2 separate regions of the Culex quinquefasciatus genome follow, and region 1 is linked to region 2. A link is a contact called in public Hi-C data. All regions are on one chromosome and are shown on one strand. Each heading gives the region's core, a stretch centred on a gene start, on an enhancer-like site or on the middle of the called end of the contact. The rest is flanking DNA. Distances are from core to core; before and after follow the strand shown.

Region 1 (6,662 bases), core at 2,429-4,928, 130 kb before region 2:
CGGCAGGAGTTAATCCGCACCGAACTTGCGGGACATGGTGCCGACCACCCTTTCCTGGTCCGAGCGGATCTTGCAACTCCTCAGCCGCGCGGTGAACTCGTAGAACATCTTCCACAGCTCCCCGAGGAACATCTTCCACAGCTCCTCCGTGCTGTACTTCGTCTCCTTTCGCCTTGGGTTGGCCACCGGCGCCAGGGCCAGTGTTTCCTTGACTGCTCCTGCATCAGCTGCGGATTGTGGTTCTGTCTTCTTAAGCTTATCCGGGATCGGGACCGGAACCGGCAGCGGAGGGAAATCCGCCGCGGAGAACGACGGTACCACCGGACTCTGTTTGTCTTTCTTCCAAGCTGGCGGCTTCGGCTCGGACGCCTGCTGGATGAACTGCGCACGTTTGGGGCAACTACGGTCCAGACCCTCGTGCGATCCAGAGCAGTTAGCACACTTTTTGGGTTGAGTTACTTCGACTTTACAGTGTTCCGCCCACAGTTGTTGCATCTGCTTTTGAGATAACAGTTCCTGGCTCCATGTCCCAGGCGGAGGCAATTCCTGCACTGGGTCACGTTGGATTGCTTGTTGTTGTTGTTTTTGTCACCCGCTAGCGCGCTGAATTTGTTGCTGTTGAGCAGGGTCTTCTCAACTTTTTCTCCTTCGATGACGATTCCAGTGCCCTCGCTTCCGCTTCCGATTCCCGCGGACGGGACTAAAATCTTCCTCCTCGGAAATCCTCCACCTCCATTCGTGAAAAACTTCCAAGCACGCGAAATGACAACACGAGCAAAACACGTCTTAACTTGTCGCTAGCTGGCGACTTAGTCCTTTCTTAAACCTTAATTGCTCCAATTCTTAAAATTAATATATTCTCAAATTTGTACATTTTGGAGTCATATTTTAGAAATAAAAATGTCTTTATTGGATTTTAAATATTGACGAGGACTCACCGAGGACTTCGAACATGCAGAAAAATAAGGCATATATATAACGTTTTGTTGATTTAAAAATCAAGATTTTTGTTGAATTTACGCTAAACGTCAAAGCAACATTTTCAAAACAATAAAATATTTTTGTGGAATTGAGAAAATCAAGGTTTGTTTCAACGCAAAATCGGCGTTGATTATATTCAACCAAAATTTTGTTGAATCCAACCTCGTACAGGTTGATTCTACAAAATATTTTTCTGCGCGTATGTACGAACTGTTTTCAATTTTATAAAATTCCTGCCGAAATCAGAACAACGTAAGCAGAAATAAATGCCAAGTCTCGGCAAATTGTGAGTTAGTTAATTTTCCGAGGTTCAGCATTTTTCTGCCGAAAAAAAAATTGTTCTGTTTTCAGCAGAATTCTGCCGAACTCGGAAATAAAAAAATGAGCATGTAAAAATTAGATTTATTTTGTTTTTAAATTTTTTGATGCATTAATTTTCTAAATGGTGAACAAAACTAATTTTTTTTTTCTATATATTGATTGTAGCATTAATAAGTGATTTAATTGTTGAAGTTCTGAAAAAACAAAAACTTCAAATAAAATTTGTAACAGCCTAATCTTTGAAATTAATTTTTTTTATTGCTAAACCTTTCAACTTTTGATTTTGAATTTAGAATTTTTCCAATTAATTTTTTTAAATGTGTGTTTTTTTAAATTTACTTATCTTTTTTTTGTTAAATTGACATTTGAATATTTGTTATTTTTGAAACATTTATATTTTGGAGTTTCTCAATTCTGGAATTTATAAATTTCTGTGTTATTTTTTTTAGTTTTTGATTTATTTAATTGTTAATTGTTCGGTTCGTCCGACGGAACTTGGGCCCTTTACGTGCGAATAGAGCTTTATGACGTTTCGCGTACACACACTAGCGCACCATTTGATTTTGCTGGCCGGTCAAAATTTAACCTCAATCTTTTTCGTGTACGTACACGCAATACATGCGCACGTAGATAACTCTATATCTGGAGTTTTTTTTAAAAGGACCAATAAACCAAATTTTCAGTTTTTGCTCTTTGGGTGTTTTTCAATACCCCTGACTCAAGGCGGTTCTAAAAACACCCAAAAAGCAAAAACAGAAAATTTGGTTTATTGGACCTTTCAAAAAAAAAAACTCCAGATATGAAACACTTTGTCCGACGATTGTTGAGGTGAAAAGTCATCGATCATAATCGCAATTGCGATTGGACACTCAATAATATTTTAACTTAATAAATGTACATGGAAAAGAAAATTTGAATAAATATAAATTAAAAAAAAACCATGGTTGGGTTTTCAGTGCAGGACCTTTTTTTTTAAAAAGAATACTCCAGATACAATTTATATCTTGGATAAGGTTTCAAAACGACGAAACGACAATGGTAAACAAACTTACCAATTTCAAATAAGGTTAACCCTAGGGTTAACCATTGTTTTGATGCCAACATTTCAAAAAGCATCATGTACAAACCATGTGTTTTGAGAAAAACGCATTTGAATGTTGAGCATCCATTTTCAATTGGGTCCTAAAATGAAGCTTAGATTGTTGATATTATTGTTTACAGCGATAAAGCTTATTTTTCTGAGTACAATGACCCTTTGTACGAGCACAAAGAGTTTAAAATGGATTTTTAAATCAATTTTGAAAAATTAACCTCGCGGTCCTTCTTGACAGAAAAGCTCCTACTTGACAGCTCGTTCCAAGGGGACCATAGTTGATCCATCGGAAAAATGTTGTCTTTTCAATTGGGTCCTAAAATGAAGCTTAGATTGCTGATATTATTGTTTACAGCGATAAAGCTTATTTTTCTGAGTACAATGACCCTTTGTACGAGCACAAAGAGTTTAAAATGGATTTTTAAATCAATTTTGAAAAATTAACCTCGCGGTCCTTCTTGACAGAAAAGCTCCTACTTGACAGCTCGTTCCAAGGGGACCATAGTTGATCCATCGGAAAAATGTTGTATTGTCAAAAAAAAAAAAAATTGCATTAAAATGAAAAAAAGTGATCAGAAATGGTTTTTTATCGTGTTTTTTACCGTTGTACATAAAAATTGACATAGGGCTTTTGTACCCAATTACCATTTTTATATAAAAGCAAAATAAGATTTTCTAATGATAACAAACGATGAAAAACGTTGCTTTTATTGATAATTGATCATCCAAATTCAATAAAACATTATTTCCGTAATTTTATTTAAGAAAAACAAACATAACTCCTTTTGATATCACCAACGTCTATATCACCCTGCTGTCATTGAGGGGGACGCTTTGTTATGATTTGTTTTTCTTCGCCGAATGTACATGGCGCTTTGTTCATGTTGCTTTTTTCCGTCACGAGGTTCATGTCGTCTTTTGTTTGACAGGTTGACAGGGCTATATAAACAGGGACTGCTGATAGCCGAGATTTTGTTTATGTTACTTTATTTAAAATCATGATTAAACAGACTTTACTGAAGTAACTTTTGCTCATTTTTGGTGGAGAGGTAGCTTATTAGGAGTACTTTCAGAATATACAATAACCCAGAAAGTGTCAAAATGTACATGATGCCTTTTGAAATGTTACCGTCGGTTTATCATTGAAGTTCAGGCCGATGAAGTCCGTAATAGAGGTGAGGTGAATGTTTTCCGTGCAGTCGAACAAACGCAAACTGGGTTCAAAAACGCAAACTTCCCCTCTACAAAGGGGCTCACTCGGCGTCCCAAGTGTTGACAGTTTTACCCAGAAACAAACAGCTTTGATGTCAGTCGCAGTTCACGACTCCGCTACTGTTCATCAAGAGTTCCATCGCTTTAATTTTCTAATTACTACCAAAAATTTACTTAAAACACTATGCTAGTGCTGTGATTATCGGTTCAAACAAACGCGGGCGAAGAAGCCAATCATGTTGACCTCGAAGATAAGCAAGGTCGGCAAGGTTGTCATTTGTGGGGCCAAAGGCGTCGGCAAGACATCAATTTTGGAGCAACTTATTTACGGAAACGTTACCCTCGACACGGTAAGCGTCAGGTCTTGTGACTCAACTGGGTGGAATAACTGGACTTTTTTAATTGAGTGGCGGGAGCAGGGCGCGCAATGACTCAGAGATGCGCCGGATGGGGGCAATTAGTTACTGTTAGGTGTTAATATTTTGCGTTGTTTTCTTTTAGGAGATCCACAGCACAATTGAGGACACTTACGTGGCCAGTGTGGATACGGGCAAGGGAAGTCGGGATACTTTGAGGATCTACGACACGGCGGGGCTGCAGGGCAGTGTCCAGTTACCGCGGCACTATCTCAGCTATCCAGATGCGTTCATCTTGGTATATGATCCTAGCGATCCAGCCAGTTTGGACATGCTTGGAGGGATCAAGGCAGACATTGACAAGTTCAAAGACAAGAAAGAGGTCAGTTTCGGAAAATTTTGGTATCTTTAAGGTTTCCTGTGATCATTGCGATACGATCTACATTGGTCAAAATAAGAAAACTCAGCATTCAGTAAATTTCTCCCTCAGATCTTCGTCATTGTGATAGCAAACATGCGCTCCCGCCAGTCGTCCCGTTCGGCCAATTCATCCCCGCTGAGTTCGCCCCAAATTCAGCAGCAGCAAACGGACGCAATAGAATCGAACCTTACCCGGGCCAACAATTGGTGCGCCCGAGAGCGCATCAAACACTACACCGTCAACGCGATGGAACGCGCTTCGCTGTACGAGCCGTTCGTCCAGCTGGCCAGCCGGCTGTATCCGCCGCAGACGAAGAGTAGCTTCCCGCAGCTGCGTCAACTCACGCAGAAAACCTCCAAAGTGGACAATAGCTAGGTCCCGCCGATCTCCCGCAGGGTACCAAAAATGTTGCGTTTATTTTGAACTTTTATCCTCTTACGCTTTTTGAAAAACGGTGTATTTAAGTTGAACGAAGCAATTCGCATTTCGTTCAGTGATCAATTAAGCTGCAATTTATCCTGTATTCTAATATTTTTATTTTAAGTAAAAACTCTTAGACTGCACCACCTTACTGATAGGAGAGAGAGACCAAGTTCCAAAGTGCACCACCCTCAATTTTCTACCTTTTGTGTAGTAGTTAATAGTATAAGTATAAAGCAACATGTTCTCAAACGTATTTAAAGTGCACCCTTCCTCTCGCGTCTAGTTTTTTGTTTTAGTTCGTAGAAGCACAACCTAGTAGTCATCGAATAAGAAAACGTAAAAAAACGAAAACGTGTATCTCCTCTGTAAACGTGTACTTAAAGTTAGTGGCGAATCCAAAAAAGTTAAAGCAAGCAAACACATCAGTATATGAAATATATAATATATCCATCGTTTATTTTTTAAGTATAACTGCCTTTTATTTTCCACTTTGTTTCATTTGGTTTGTTAGCTAAATACCAAGCACCGGGTGTTACCATTTGAGCAAATACTTCAGTTTGCGCAGGAATATCGGCGTGCCGAACACCTTGTCCCAGACGGTGCTGCTGATGCCGAAACCTAGAAAAAAAGGATGACGTTTTACTTATAAGAAACAATATTTAGAAAAGTATTTTAATTTTAATTCTAGAACACTTTGTGTTTGTTTCCTATGCTGGTAGGACCTTTTGAAAAATTACACTGAATTAAACTTTTGGTGTCTTTTTCAAAACCTTATGTTATTGATTTCAAATTTCAAGCATAATTGACAAAAAAAAAAATAACTTATAACTAAAGTAATTACTTTACTTCATATTTTTTTACCAAGTTACAATTTTAATGGGATTTTTTTAAACTCATAAAATGATACAACTTGGGTAAACATGTTTGGATCGGCCATAGCTCGAAAGATGGCACTCTTGGTATTATAAAACATATTTAAAAATTAATTAAAAGAAAGAACTTGTTTTTGTTTTTGTTTTACCCTCTTCTGCCCAAATTTTTTTTCGAAATTATTTATTTTTTCCGTGTTTAGGAGGTCATTTTGAGCAACTTTTGTTCTACGAAAAACTTTACTTCTCTTGTTTTATGTTTTTTTCTTGCATTATTTTTAGTATTTTAATTTGCATTTATCTTGTTTAGTTCATTTTTGTTTTTGGTAGTATTTTGCCTATTCTACCACCTAATATAACTACATTTTTTCACGTTTTTACAGCAACTTTTTCAATTTTTTGCTTGTTTGTCACATTTTCTGCTGTAGAATGGCACCATCATCATTTAAATTGCAAAAAAAAAATGCGTAGAGGCATAGTCTGGGACACTACAAAAATTACGGCATACTTCTTTTTACTGAAAATATAGGAAATGTTAGTAAAAACACAGCCAAAGTCAAAATTTCATTTTTTAAAACATTGGCAAAGTCACATAAAACAAGTTAAACTTCCAACCTTGAAATTTTCTAAAATTTTAGGAGTTCTTTTTTCCAATGCTTTTTAAATATCAAAAATTGGTTGAAAAATAGATTTTTGGCGATTTTTCAAATCGAGTTTGGTTGTAGAGGGTTAATTTATTTTTAAATCAGTATGTACAATTTTATTTTTGTGTTACTTTTTTTCATTTTATTTATCATTTAACCACAGAGTAAAACATAGTTCGCACTGCCTCTTGATTTTTGGTTCAACTTGGTGGTACATCGCACGCCTGCTACCAGCAAACCTTATAGAGTTATCTACGTGCGCATGTATTGCATGTATGTACACGAAGGATTTTTAGGTTAAAATTTGTACCCGCCAGCAAAAACAAATGGTAAGCTAGTGTG
Region 2 (5,857 bases), core at 316-2,815:
GCGATGATCTCCACCATGTTGCCGTCGCTACCCTCGAAGAACTGCTCCATCGTAATGGTTGACGGGATTTCGCAGATCTCGGACTTGATGAAGACGTCCGTGGTGGCGGTTTCGACGTCCTTTGGGACCATCTTGATGATGGACCTGGAGTTGCTGTTTCTGGTTGGCGAGCTGCACTCCGTTGGCCGTGGTATGAAGTGTAACTTGGGCATTTGGCGGATGATGGTTGGTTCGGAATCCATGTCCGTCACCTCCGATGAGGCCGGAACGACAGCGGTCAAATCTCCGAGGGTGATCTAGCGGAAAGAGAGAAATTAATAATTTGGCAGTGACAAAACGAGCTCTCAAAACTCACAATGTCCGCATTTGGGTCCGCAAGCTCCAAGCCCTGCGAAACGTCGTCGTCCAGCGCTTCCGCCTCCGCGTCGACCAGATCTTTGGCCGTCAAACTGGCGGTCAGTTTCGCCACAGTACTGTTGTAGCTAACGGTCAACTGCAACTTGATCGAGTCGAGACGGTCCAGCAGGTGTTGGTACTCGTTGCACAGCAGATTGCACTGCAGACAGATGGCCTGCGAGTGGGACAGCTCCGGCGTGATGTCGATCTGCAGCAGATTCGAGAGGATGTGCGCAGGACTGAGCGCTTCATCTTCCTCGTCCGTTATGATCGGGAACAGTTGGCAGAGTTGGCCAATCGATTCGTCGGCAGCGCTCGAGATGGCCACGTTGCAAACGTAGCAGTACAGCGGGTCTGTTTCCTCAAACTGGTGATGCTGGTCGTGGAGGTCTCCCAGGACCACGGCCGCAGCCTCGCCGAGCATCTACGGAAATACATTATAAAATTTGTAAATTTTCATGTTTAAGAATATTGAAAAAAGGTCCTAAAAGATATTGTGATTAATATGTTTATAGGACCTTTTCTAAAAAAAACTCTGGAAATATTTGTTTTACAGATCTCAATCGCGGTTTAAATTAATGGTCAATTCAAATAAAAAATCTTCAAAAATAAAACGTGTTATTTTTTATTGAGAAAAACTAATTTGAAAGGCATTTAAATTATCTTGGATTTTTTTTTAAAATCAGTTGGGTTTATTTATATTTATTTTTCTCTTGATTTTTCTGAATATTTATTCCAAAATATCGTGAAGCGATAAATCGAGTTATTACTGTAGTCAATTTCTATTCCAATAAGAATTTCGCTGCAAAACCAAATCATACGGCACCGTTTCAAAACAAAACTTTTGACATTCCTCTTTACGCCAGCCCTCGTCAAGCCAAACAACGACAGCTGTCACCCGAACCAGGTCCCACCAGCGATGACGCCATTTGGGGTGCCAAATTCACGTGTTTCAGGGCAGTGAAAATTCGCTAAAATCGCACCAAATCGCTCGCAAAGCTCACTTTTCTCGATTTTCATCTCCGTTCGGGTACATACCATGTTCATTGGCAGCAATTTGAATCGATTTTTCCGGGTGTAAATAATGGTTTTACAAAATTTTCATTGCAGAACGTTGTCAGCATTGGGTTTTTGAGTGGCCCACACACACGCGAAGAAAGAACGAAAAGTCAAAAAAAAGACGGAAGAACGGCGAAAGAAACGCGAAGTGGATACGGGTTCGGCTTTTTGTGCCGACATCGTTTTGTTGCCGACAAGCATCGGTGAAATATTTCAACCGAAAGTTTGAACTGTCAGTTAGCGTGTTGTTTTGTTTTCGATCAAAGCAATCCGTTATTCAAAAGAAAATGTTCGGTTCAAAAAATTAATAAGTTCTCATGTGGTTTTGCCAGTTCAAAAGTAAAATTTTCAAGTGAATATGTTTGCAATACATACCACAGATACTAGTAACGAACAATTTGATCAGAAAAAGAAGTTATTGCTAAGAAAGTGTTGTGAATCTTAACGTGTCTAACATTTTCAGGTAAGTTGATACATACTTGAGTAGGGGAAATGCTCATAAGCTTGGCAGGTTAAGCACTCGCTCCTAAGTCCATCCAATTGGCTGGTTTTAACTATTAAAACAACTTATTTTGCAAAAAAAATGATAGAAACTTGCTTGCTATCACTCGATTTCAGTTGAAAACGCTTTAAAGCTAGTATGCAGATTGGAAGGAAAGGGGTCAAGAAACAGCTTTACGATCAGCAGAACAAAGGAGAGGGAGCGATTTCTTGGGGCTTTTCTTCACCCTCTCTGACTTGCTTGCGCTGCCGCTGCTGCCCATTAACATTTTTTCTTGACCGGTTCCTTCCGAAGTGCGTATACCGCTTATAATGTGGCCCCTCTTAAACCAGGGTGGCCACCTCGGGAAAAAACCGGGAAAACCGGGAAAAACCCGGGATTTTTATCCACCGGGAGAAAACCGGGAAAAACTCGGGAATTCGACTGACAAACCGGGAAAATATTTTAAGTTTATTTAAATTTTGACAAAAGCCCCTCTTTAATGTATTCAATATGTTCTTTTCTCAAATAGAATATTATTCCTGTTATTCTAAGTGAAGAAATCGCGAAAACTAGCATTTTTTTCCTCTACAGCAGCGGTTCTCGACCACATGTACCCCTGTGGGTACCACGAGCGGTCTCAGGGGGGCCAGAAAAAACCCCTCAAACGAAATATTTAAGAGAAAAAAAATAAATTGATTTGAAGCAAAAGCTAACAACGATATTTAAGATGCAGTGAATTACGGGCGAATTATTTTTGATCAATCAGAAAATGTTTAAAAAAATATTTGAATGATAAACCTATAATTTGCATTCGTTAAGAAATTTTAAGAATTTAAAATAAAGTGCACCGTTTTAGAGTTTTTTCTTTTTGTTTTTTCTACGAATATTTGTTTCAAATTTGTAAATTGTGCCAAAAATATTCAAAAATATTTGAATGATAAACCTATAATTTGCATTCGTTAAGAAATTTTAAGAATTTAAAATAAAGTGCACAGTTTTAGAGTTTTTTCTTTTTGTTTTTTCTACGAATATTTGTTTCAAATTTGTAAATTGTGCCATTTAATTTAAAACATTCAAAATATTTGTAAAAATAATCATATGTTTCATAATTTGGATATTGTTAATTTGACCTTTGTTTGCTAAAATATTAGTTGTCCATAAAATTTAAATCAGGATTTTTTTTTTAATTTCATGATCAAGATTTGTCCTTCAAAGAAAGCAGTAAAGAATTTTCTCAACCATTCGATTTTTTAAAGCTAAAATAGAATGATTTTTTAATGTAAATAGCTACAACTTCTAAAAAATACTATTAAATAGCATGTTTAAATCTGAAATCAAAACTATTTTTGAAAATTTTTCAAATGTATATTTTGGGCAGTTTAAAAAATCTCTGTTCCAAAAACAATTCGTCGGTAATCATAAATTTATACAAAATTATTATTATTAAATATGGAAGAAAAAATAATAGAAAAAATAAAAGAAAAAATAAAAAAAAGTCAATGAATATTTAATTAACAGAAAGAATATCTCCAAAATGCTTGGCATTTTCAGCAGATAGTTTAAGAAATACAGAAAAACATTTTATTTTGATGCTTTACTAAGAAAACTGATTTGAAGAAATGTACATGGACGTTGAGTAAAAAAACAAAAAAATTAAATATAACAAAAAAATTAAAGAACAAGCCATAGTCTCAACATTTGAATGCAAAAAGTGTTTAAAATTGCATTTTACGCTAGTTCAGTTGTTTTGCAATTATTAGTCTTCAAAAAATGTACGGAAAAAACTTTTTGCGATATTAAAGACCGAAAATTAAAAAAAAAAATCAAAAGATTATTTAATCAACCCAAACATGCTTAACAATGATTCCAAACGCAGGGGAATGTATTTTAAATAGATTTCAGCTGATTGCACTCAATTTTCGATTGAAATTTAGATGTTCTATGAAAAAAAATTTTTTTTGCCCCCTGATTTTTCGGGGCAACTTTGAAGGAAGGGACAAAAACTTTAAATAAAATTTGTACCAGCCTTATGTGTTGTTGAAAAAATCGCAGCTCGATCATTTTTTATGATTTTTTACCATTTTGTGTTTTGGGTATTTCAGACAGTTTTTCTAAATTAAAATTATTTTCGAAAATTTATTCCATCAATCAACTTACCGAAGATACTTAATCGATAAAAAAAAAGTGTCAAGATACCGTTTTTTTTTTATATTTGTATGTAACTTTCCTGCACTGCTGCCAAAGTGTATACATTTTTGTTTGGACTAATGATTCAAAAAGACTTTTTGGTTAAAAAGAAAGTACTCACCAAAAAATAATAATTAATTCACAGAAATTGATAATTCTTGGAATAATCGTTCTTCTTGAATACACAAAACCTTTTTTCAAAGAAACTTTACGAGCATTTATATAAATGTTGATAACAATGTATTTTTGCAAATCTTTTCTACAAAATTAATAAATTCTGGAGTTTTTTTTGAAAAGGACCTATAAACCAAATTTTCAGTTTTTGCTTTTTGAGTGTTTTTAAATACCCCTGACTCAAGGCGGTTTCAAAAACACCCAAAAAGTAAAAACTGGAAATTTGGTTTATTGGACCTTTTCAAAAAAAAACTCCAGAATTGTAAATGCCATTTCCTGCTTTCTAATAATAATTAATGTTATTCTAAAAAATAAAAAAGTTTTTTTTTTATTTTTAGTTTGTAAAATCTATAGAGCATGATGATGAAAAATCCCAATCATTAGAAAAATTAGAGGTTTGGATTGGAAACAGATAAAAACGGCTTCGTTTTCAACTTACTTACTTTGTACTCAAGATATTTGAAAGCTTTCTTGAGGAACTCAAACTTTGAACCAAATGTATGCGTTCCAAAAGTATGTTGATACCAACGTTAGCCTAAAAAAAACATTGTAATTTGGTTTAAAAACATTCCGGAAAATTCCTTCTGGTCTCGGAAGAAAACCGGGAAAAAACCGGGAAATTGAAAATCGAAATCTGGTGGCCACCCTGCTCTTAAACCTTGCGGTTTCGTCAACGGATCCACAGGCGTGTATCGTTCTTTTTGCGACAAGACACCGCCTCCCGGGTCTCCTAAGTGTGAAGGTATGGCACAGGGAGAGGGCACCGAATACCTATCTTTAGCTATTTTTTGCGTCTGCCTCGGGATTCGAACCGGCGACCTCTGGATTGTGAGTCCAGTGCGCGGTCCGATTGATCCACACAGGCAGGCTAAAATTTAAAAAAAACTGTTATTGAATGTCATAGTGCTGATATGGCAATATAAAAGGCACGCTTGAGTTAAATGCTGTTCCCCTTACTTGTTAACAACATATTTAAGTTTATAATACACATTTTGAGATGCATTTCTTTTTGTACTTTATCGTTTGACTAAGTTGAGCTCTACCAAATTTGAAAACGAATTTCTAAAACTATCCCAACGACTAGCAATAGGGTCCCAACGCCCTATGTCAATTTTTATGTACAACAAAAAAAAAAAAACGTTTAAAAACCATTTCTGTTCACTTTTTTTTAATGCCAAAAAATATTGACATGACAAAATTTTCACGATGAATCAACTATGGTCCCCTTGGAACGAGCTGTCAAGAAGGACCGCGAAGTTATTTTTTTTAAATTGATTTAAAAATCCATTTTAAATCCATTGCGGTCGTACAAAGTGTCAATGTGCTCAGAAAAATAAGCTTTTCCGTTGTGGACAATAATATCACAAATTTAAGCTTCATTTTAGGACCGAACTAAAGATTGTAGTGGTAGTGTTATGTCGCCGCATGTGTATTTTTGCACGAATTGAATTAATGACGCCATTTTGTGTTGTTCTCCATGTTGTTACTTAGGGAGCGTTCTTTTATTGCGAAACGCAAAAAAATGTTTTTTTACCGGACCTGCTAAGTCGTGAAGAT

Evidence for each region. Hi-C and Micro-C count contacts between places; a contact is called where the count stands out from the background.
Region 1: a contact with region 2 is called in a Hi-C map of whole body, with 4 times the contacts expected there. The contact joins the promoter of LOC6032329 here to the promoter of LOC6032341 in region 2. A contact is called at or near these places in 2 of 2 Hi-C or Micro-C datasets (both in whole body).

Annotation. Positions count from the first base shown.
Region 1 is chr2:13,453,809-13,460,470 of VPISU_Cqui_1.0_pri_paternal, reverse strand. LOC6032329 (NF-kappa-B inhibitor-interacting Ras-like protein) reads left to right here and starts at 3,678. Exons shown (of 3, transcript XM_001842907.2): 1 at 3,678-3,957; 2 at 4,109-4,345; 3 at 4,454-5,275. The coding sequence starts at 3,844. The coding sequence ends at 4,759. LOC6032330 (dihydroceramide fatty acyl 2-hydroxylase FAH2) reads right to left here. Exons shown (of 5, transcript XM_038255361.1): 5 at 5,261-5,425. The coding sequence ends at 5,340.
Region 2 is chr2:13,319,857-13,325,713 of VPISU_Cqui_1.0_pri_paternal, reverse strand. LOC6032341 (zinc finger protein 761) reads right to left here and starts at 1,565. Exons shown (of 5, transcript XM_038252409.1): 1 at 1,435-1,565; 2 at 356-820; 3 at 1-296. The coding sequence starts at 1,443.